Linked DNA regions of Mus musculus: region 1 is linked to region 2. Evidence: chromatin contacts called from public Hi-C data. All regions are on one chromosome and are shown on one strand. The core of a region is the stretch at or near the end of the contact, and the rest is flanking DNA. Distances in the headings are between cores, read along the strand shown. Region 1 has its middle 130 kb from the start of Hs3st4. Region 2 has its middle 25 kb from the start of Zkscan2.

Region 1 (3,514 bases), core at 282-2,781, 330 kb before region 2:
AATGCATAACACCTCTTCTATTTGGACAGCTGTCACCAAGCAGACGTGGACTCAGAAACCTTCCCAGACAAATGCATTTTCCACTGTGCAGTGTAGGGTACAAGGTTGCTTTGTCTTGGGGAACTGGGATTTGTCAACTGGAGAGAGGTCATGACGCACTGAGTACATGTGCTTCTGAGCCTTCGCTTGCTGAAATTGTCCTTGGACAAACAGGATACAGGGGGAAAGTCATGCTAGGCAGGAGACAGTGCAGATATGTCAGAAAGAACAGATGTGTGCCAGAGATAGAATGCTGAAGCTCACTGCAGGAGCCCATTCTCACGTAGCTCCCAAAACACACTTTAAAAATAGATGCACGTACACGTTTGGCCTTCAGCTTCCAAGCCCCCATGCAAACTGCCCCAAGGCAAAATCTCTGATTCAATACTCCTGTTTTAGTCCATTCTGGACTGCAAAATCATAGTACCAAACACTGGGTTTACAAAGAGAAGGAATTTGTTTCCTATGAGTTGTGATTTCTGGGAAGATCAAGATGTTTTATTGTATCAGCCTCTGTCATAACATAGGTGAGAGCAATCAAATTCACAGCCTCGAGCTCTTGTTTGATTGACACTGACCCACCTATGAGGCTCAACACCAATGCTCCAAGCCCAAGCATCTTCCATTAGGCCCCAATTTCCAACACTGCCACCTAGAGGATTGTTTAAAGGGGAAGAACATACATTGAAATACTATATGCAACCAAATGAAAGTCCAAAGGATTCAAGTCCATCCTCACTGAGACTGGGGAGTCACAATTATATGTGGTTTGTTCTATTATAATAACTTAGTACCTAGTACCATAGTGAGTATATGGGGTTGGAGTGGGACTTTCCCATCCCTGGAAGAGGACAGGGATTAGAAAATTTAAAAGAAAAGGGAAGACCAAATAATGACAGAGCCACTTCTACAGCAGGAGTGCACAACTTTCTTAGCTGCTTGATCATTTGCCATGGCCCAAGTCACACAGGAAGGAAGTGGTAGTGGGTGGTAGCAAGGAGCCACTACACAATGGTCTGTTGTATGGGGACTGGTATCCTAGCCTGGTAGGACCTCAATCCAAGGAGAAAGAGAAAGTGCAGGTCTCTGTCCACTAAAGTGTGTCCCTCTGGCTCCTCCTGCATGGGTCTGGAGACCACCATTCATGCGGATTTCATAAGTACACTTCCTGCCAGCTGTGAAGTATAAAGTGGATGGTGTAAAAGTCAGACTCCAGGCAGGGGGATGGCTCTGTGGACAAAGCATTTGTCTTGTGCCAGTTTGCTTTTTGTTGCTGAGATAAAACACTGACCAAAAGCAGCTTGTTTGGAAACTGAGGAAAATGTTTATTTAGTTTACAGGACAAAGCCAATCACTCAGGGGAGCCAAGGCAGGAGCCTAGAGGCAAGAACTGAAACAGAGTATTTAGGAGGGATGTGCACTGCCTTGCTCCTCTTGGCTTGCTCGGCCACCTCCTTATACAATCTAGACCAAAGTCCCAGGGGCAGCCCCACCTACAGTGGGCTAGGGCATTCCATATCAACATTAATCATGAAAATGCCCTACAGACATGCCCCAGACCAGTCCAATAAAAGCACTTTCTCGGTCGAGGTTCCTCTTACCAAATGACTCCAGTTTGTATTGTTGACAAAAGTTAACCAGCACACAGTGCCAGTATGAAGATTGGGAATCTGATACTCAGAACTTATGTCAGGCAAGATGTAGTGATGTGTGTCTGTGGTCCCAGTACCTTGTGGAAATTGGAAGCAGAGATAGGAGAGTCCCTGGAAGCTTGTGGGCTGTCAAGCCTGCGATAAGTAGCAGGGAGCAAGTAATGAGATACCTTGCCTCAGACAAGGCAGAAGGTAAGATTTTCCTCTGACTTCTACACTCAGACACAGGCATAGACACAGACACACACATGCACACTTTTTAAAATAAAATATTCAGGCTGGAAAGATGACTCAGTGTTTAAAAGCACTTAGTGTTCTTACAAGGAACCAGAGTTCCCAGAAGTAGCAATTCACAAGCATCTTTAACGCTGGTACCAGTGGTTCTGATCTTTCTTCTGACCTCTGCAGGCTCCTACATGCATGCATGCATTCAGGTACACCCATGAGGGTAAAATGGTAAGTATTTTTTTAAATTAAGAGTCAGCTTTCTTGTTGAATCCTGCTGTATTTTGGATTGGGAATTTTATATTCAGTCTGGAGTTCGAAAACCTGAGGTTCAAAGGAAAAATTACTGACCAAAGCCATAATAAGGGAGGAGCTGATATCATTTTATCCTGTCTGAGGACTGGAATTCCCCTGGACACTGGTATCCTCACTTACATACTGTCTTCACCCCCAAGATGAAGCTGTGCCATATCCTTTTCAGGAACTTCTTCAAGTTCATTTCTCCTGATGAAGAAAGGAAGCCACAGACTTTTATAAGCACAACCGTGAGTTCCCAATTTTTGGGTGGAAATCAATGGTGCAGGGGAACTGGGGTTCATTCTGGCTCTTCAAAACTCAAGAGGAATGGAACTTCCCAGCCAATGTGCAATCTTAAATCTCAGCCCACTGGATAAAGTCCCAGTTAGGAGCTGTAAGCTGCTGGGCACGTGACTTAACTTCTCTCAACACCACAGTTTATCTGAACAATGAGGTGATGCTATGTATCTCACACAATGCTGTGATAAGTATAATCGATAGTGATTGTGGTTGAAGAGTAAATTGGGCTAGATTTTATCTAATTGCTTTGTGGTTTCTACCTGTAGTTAAATGCCAGATTCCATTTCCAGGACAGAAAAGAAAGGCTTCAATATGTTGATAACACAGATAACAGCTATAAACTTTGTATAAATGCCCTAAGACCACCACGGGAGATTTCTGGAGCAAGATATTTGTGTGAAGAGTCAAGACATCAAGGAGATGCCTTCATGAGATGCTTCTTATGGGGCATTGTCCTGACAGCAGATTCCAATCATGATATAGGGAAATGACAGAAAACCCACAGAGTTTCTGGCATATGGAGCAAGAAGAGAATATGGAGCAGCTAGGAGTATGGAAGAGTGAAAGGGGAGATTCAAAGAAGAAAAAATCAAATCACGTGTATAAATATTGCCACTGTATCTAACAGGTACCAGGACTGTGTATGAATTAGAAAAAATCAGAAGCTTCCTGGTCAAACATAGAACACGGAAAGAGGGACTTGAGCTGCCATCGACCTGACCAACCAAGTTAATGAAGCAATATATGCATTCAATAAAGAGATACAACCAAATTCACAAATTACCATTAACAAGACCAAGAATATAATCTCAGAGTATCCAACATACAGGGAGTATGAAATTGTGTTCATTTTGTAGACGAGAATGCTATCAATAAGAGACTAACCCTGAGACAACTCAGATGTTAAGACTGTAGGGCCAGACTATACAACAGTTACAACTATGTGCAATGTGGTAAAGGAAAACTCATTCATAATGAATTAATGGATACAATATCTCAGT
Region 2 (3,340 bases), core at 531-3,030:
TTCCTGTCACGCTGGTAATGGACTAACCCTCTGAAACTGTAGGCAAGCCCCAAGTCAATGGCTTCCTTTATAAGGTCCTGGTCATGGTGTCTCTTCACAGCAATAGAACATTGACTAAGACACATCGTTTTGCATCAGACTTGTTTGCAAAATGTAAGTCAGGAAACACTAAGCATGGAAAAGAATATAAAGGAGAAAATGTATATTATATGATGCTCTCACAGAGCTGGTGACAATAATGTCAAAGACATCACCCAGGAATGCTACTTTTAAAGAAGGACCACACAGAAGCTTCTCAGGAACAAGGACACGTGCCTGAAGAAACCTCCTGTCAATAACAGGAAAAGGGAGGCACTTAAGTGACTGTTACCAAGGCGTGGGCACTTCACATGCCATCAGTTCTTATTGTATAACAGTGTTCTGCAGTTACGAGGAACAAATCAATTAGTGTACACCCTCATGGAGTCTCCAGCAGCAGACGTGATAGAAGAGAGCAAGTCTGCAGCATTCGATAGCAAAGGTGGCGCCAGCAGCTGAGATGAGCTGGAGGGTAGGTTCTAGGGCTAGAGAAGAGGGCCTCCATCTATAGCCTGAAGGGTCATGGCTGAACTGCCTCCATAGGTCTGCTTCTAAACTTGTTTCATTTCTTCCTGATTGTCTCCTTGCCAGTTTTCTGTCTCCCCCTATTCAGTTAGCCCATTTTCTGGTACTGCCACAGCGTACCTGAAGCTGGATGCTTATTAAGCAAAGAGGACTGTTTAGCTTTCAGTTTTGGAAGCTACAAGTCTAAAACTAAATAGCCCTGTGCTCTGATAGGAGCCCGGAGGCAGACAACATCACAGTCTTGGGCGTGTTTACAGGAACAGGAGATTATATGGTCAAATGGGAAGCTGGGCCAGGTTTGCTCTTTGCTAACAACTGGCTGTTATGTAACTAACCCACTCCACAAGATGAGCCCCAATCCCTTCCAGGAGTGGCGCCCCAAGGCCCAGCCACCTCCCACTAGGCTCCACCTCTAGGGCTTCCATGCTCCTCAATACTGCATGAGGGATCATCAAACCTTCAGCACACTGTGTAAGTCCTCTAGGAGGGCATACTCCAACCACAACCAAACTATCACCTTCAACCTTCAAGGCCCTTGTCTCCTCAAGTCCCCTCCCTCTACCCTCCCCCTCCCTCTTTATCTCTCTAACTCTCCCTAGAACCAATCTAGATTCCTGAGCTTCACAGACATGATAAATCCCCTGACATTTAAGTAAAATTTCATATTTATGAGCATTTTTATGGGGAATGGGTCAATGTTTTTCATCTCTGAGTTGCTCGGAGAGTTCAGTGTTCCATCAAAAAATTAAAATTAAAGGGAAAAATCTGTCAGAGAACATAACCTTGATGCAGTTTCCTGGGCCTATCATGTTTCAAAAATAGTTATTTCTTATAAAAAAGACATAAAGGGGGAGAAATGTAAAGGGGATTGTTCTGACCCTGTCCACTCACCCTGTGCCCTGGGAGGAAATGCCCTGCCTTGGAAAACGTAAACATCACCATCCTTCTCGGGCCGCCAGGCCTCTCATCCATCACCACAGGCATGCTCTGGGCAGCAGCAGCAGCAGCAGCAGCCAGCTTCCTTTCCTGCCGTTCGTGACCCCCTCTTTATCAGATGTCAGGGTCTTACCGGGGCCAGCTCATTGACAAGAAGGGAGATTTTTCCTAAAGGAAGCCTGCGCACCATCACTGGAGGGGAGGTTACCAGGAATCACCAGTTCTGTGAAGGATGGTCCAGCACAGCGCCCAAGCCCACATGCGTCTGGCCACTGTCACCGTGTTCCTCCAGAGCTAGGTCTGTAACTAGACTTGTGGGACTCCTTAAATCCTCTAGGGAGATCACAGATGCTCTGTGGAGACAAGTGAGATGGGAGCAATCAGTGCACGTACCTGGGGTCAGCCCAGGGTCAGGCAGGCAGCTCTGCTGCTGACACTGAACGACTTGCCCATGTGCCTATCAGTTAGTTTCTGCACATCTGCACTGGCCTCTATCAGATAGCTAAGTTACTTCTGCTCTGCTCTAAGTGTCTCTCCACAGGCACACTTGCGTGGCCAGCACCAGCCTACAAGCCTATTTCAAATCCCTGCTTGCATTTCACCTGCTAATATACCATCAGCCAAAGCAAGTTACAGGGCCAGCCCCAAGTCAAGGGCAGGCGTTGATGTCTCACCCACAGTGAGAGGGCATAACACGGTGCACTGAGGCCAGCTTCTGCCTATTATCAATTTTGCAGCCTTAAGGATGCCTTTTGAATAACAGACACCTTCTCATTGTCTGACTGGTGAATACATTTTAAATGAGGTAAAACACAGCTTCTATAAACCATTCCAAGAGCCCCTGTGGAGTAAAACTGAGGTGTCTCAGCCAGCCTGGCAGATAACTGTGGAGGGACAGAAATTCAGCGGAGACCAGTAGACCCTGGTCTATATTGGAAATGCCACCTATCTGAGCCCAGCCCAAATTCTAGAATCAAAAGCTCATTAAAATGCTAGTTTGTTCCTTACAGTCTCGATGTCTTTCATAAGCAGAGCTGTGATGTAGTTCCATTCAACAAACAATTATTAAAGTGCTCACTTCTCACCAGGAGGCTTATCCTCGGCGGATGACACAGAATGGAGACATGATCTGGGAAACGGTTCTGACTTTAGGAGTTTACCTTCTGGGTTAACCACCTTCTTTTTTCAGTTATAAAGTTTAATCTCTTAAGACTGGAGAAAAGTAACAGTAGTGTACAGTCTCTGCCCTGGCTTCCTTTCAAATCGAGATATAGAGTATTGAAAGGAGTTAATTTTAAAAAGGGGTGGGGGGTTCAGAGTTAAGGTCTGTGACTTAAGATCTCACACAGGTAAAAGAATGAGCCACGTGACGTCTGAGGGAGCAGCCTTCCAGTGTGAGAAAACCTCACAGCTAAGCTCCTGGGAGTGGGCTGCAGCCCATAGAATATAAGACCAAAGCCTGAGAGGAGAAAGGGAAGCCAGACTGGGTGAGGACCAAGAACCCACATGGAGTCTTTTATGGGTCCGTGTAGAGTTCTAATTTTCTGACTCTGTTGCTGTACATCTTTCAAGAAGGTAAATTTACATGCAGAGACCCCAAGCAGGCAGCAGTCCAGAGCTGCTTTCGCTGATTCTGTTATCAGCAGACAGCAACGTTGGTGGAATTTGTTGGAAAGAGCTGCCATTTTTGGGCACAGGCTGCCCTCTGCTGTTATGTTTTGGATTAGCACCCACAGACTCACTGTCCCAGTCAGGAGGTTATAAGATCATCCACGGCAAACTCAAAACCCTGAGAGACAGC

Evidence for each region. Hi-C and Micro-C count contacts between places; a contact is called where the count stands out from the background.
Region 1: a Hi-C map of the N1E-115 cell line shows a contact between it and region 2, with 6 times the contacts expected there. The contact joins two enhancer-like sites. A contact is called at or near these places in 13 of 484 Hi-C or Micro-C datasets (the N1E-115 cell line, cerebellar granule neurons, cortical neurons and 5 more).

What each region holds. Positions count from the first base shown.
Region 1 is chr7:123,854,353-123,857,866 of GRCm38.p6, reverse strand. No RefSeq gene overlaps it. Among named protein-coding and RNA genes, the nearest start is that of Hs3st4, 130 kb to the left of the region's middle. Within about 2 kb of position 1,531, at least 2 of the 459 cell types and tissues checked have an H3K27ac peak or open chromatin away from gene starts, as enhancers often do. A contact at or near this core is called in the N1E-115 cell line, where this site is marked.
Region 2 is chr7:123,524,296-123,527,635 of GRCm38.p6, reverse strand. No RefSeq gene overlaps it. Among named protein-coding and RNA genes, the nearest start is that of Zkscan2, 25 kb to the right of the region's middle. Within about 2 kb of position 1,780, at least 8 of the 459 cell types and tissues checked have an H3K27ac peak or open chromatin away from gene starts, as enhancers often do. A contact at or near this core is called in the N1E-115 cell line, where this site is marked.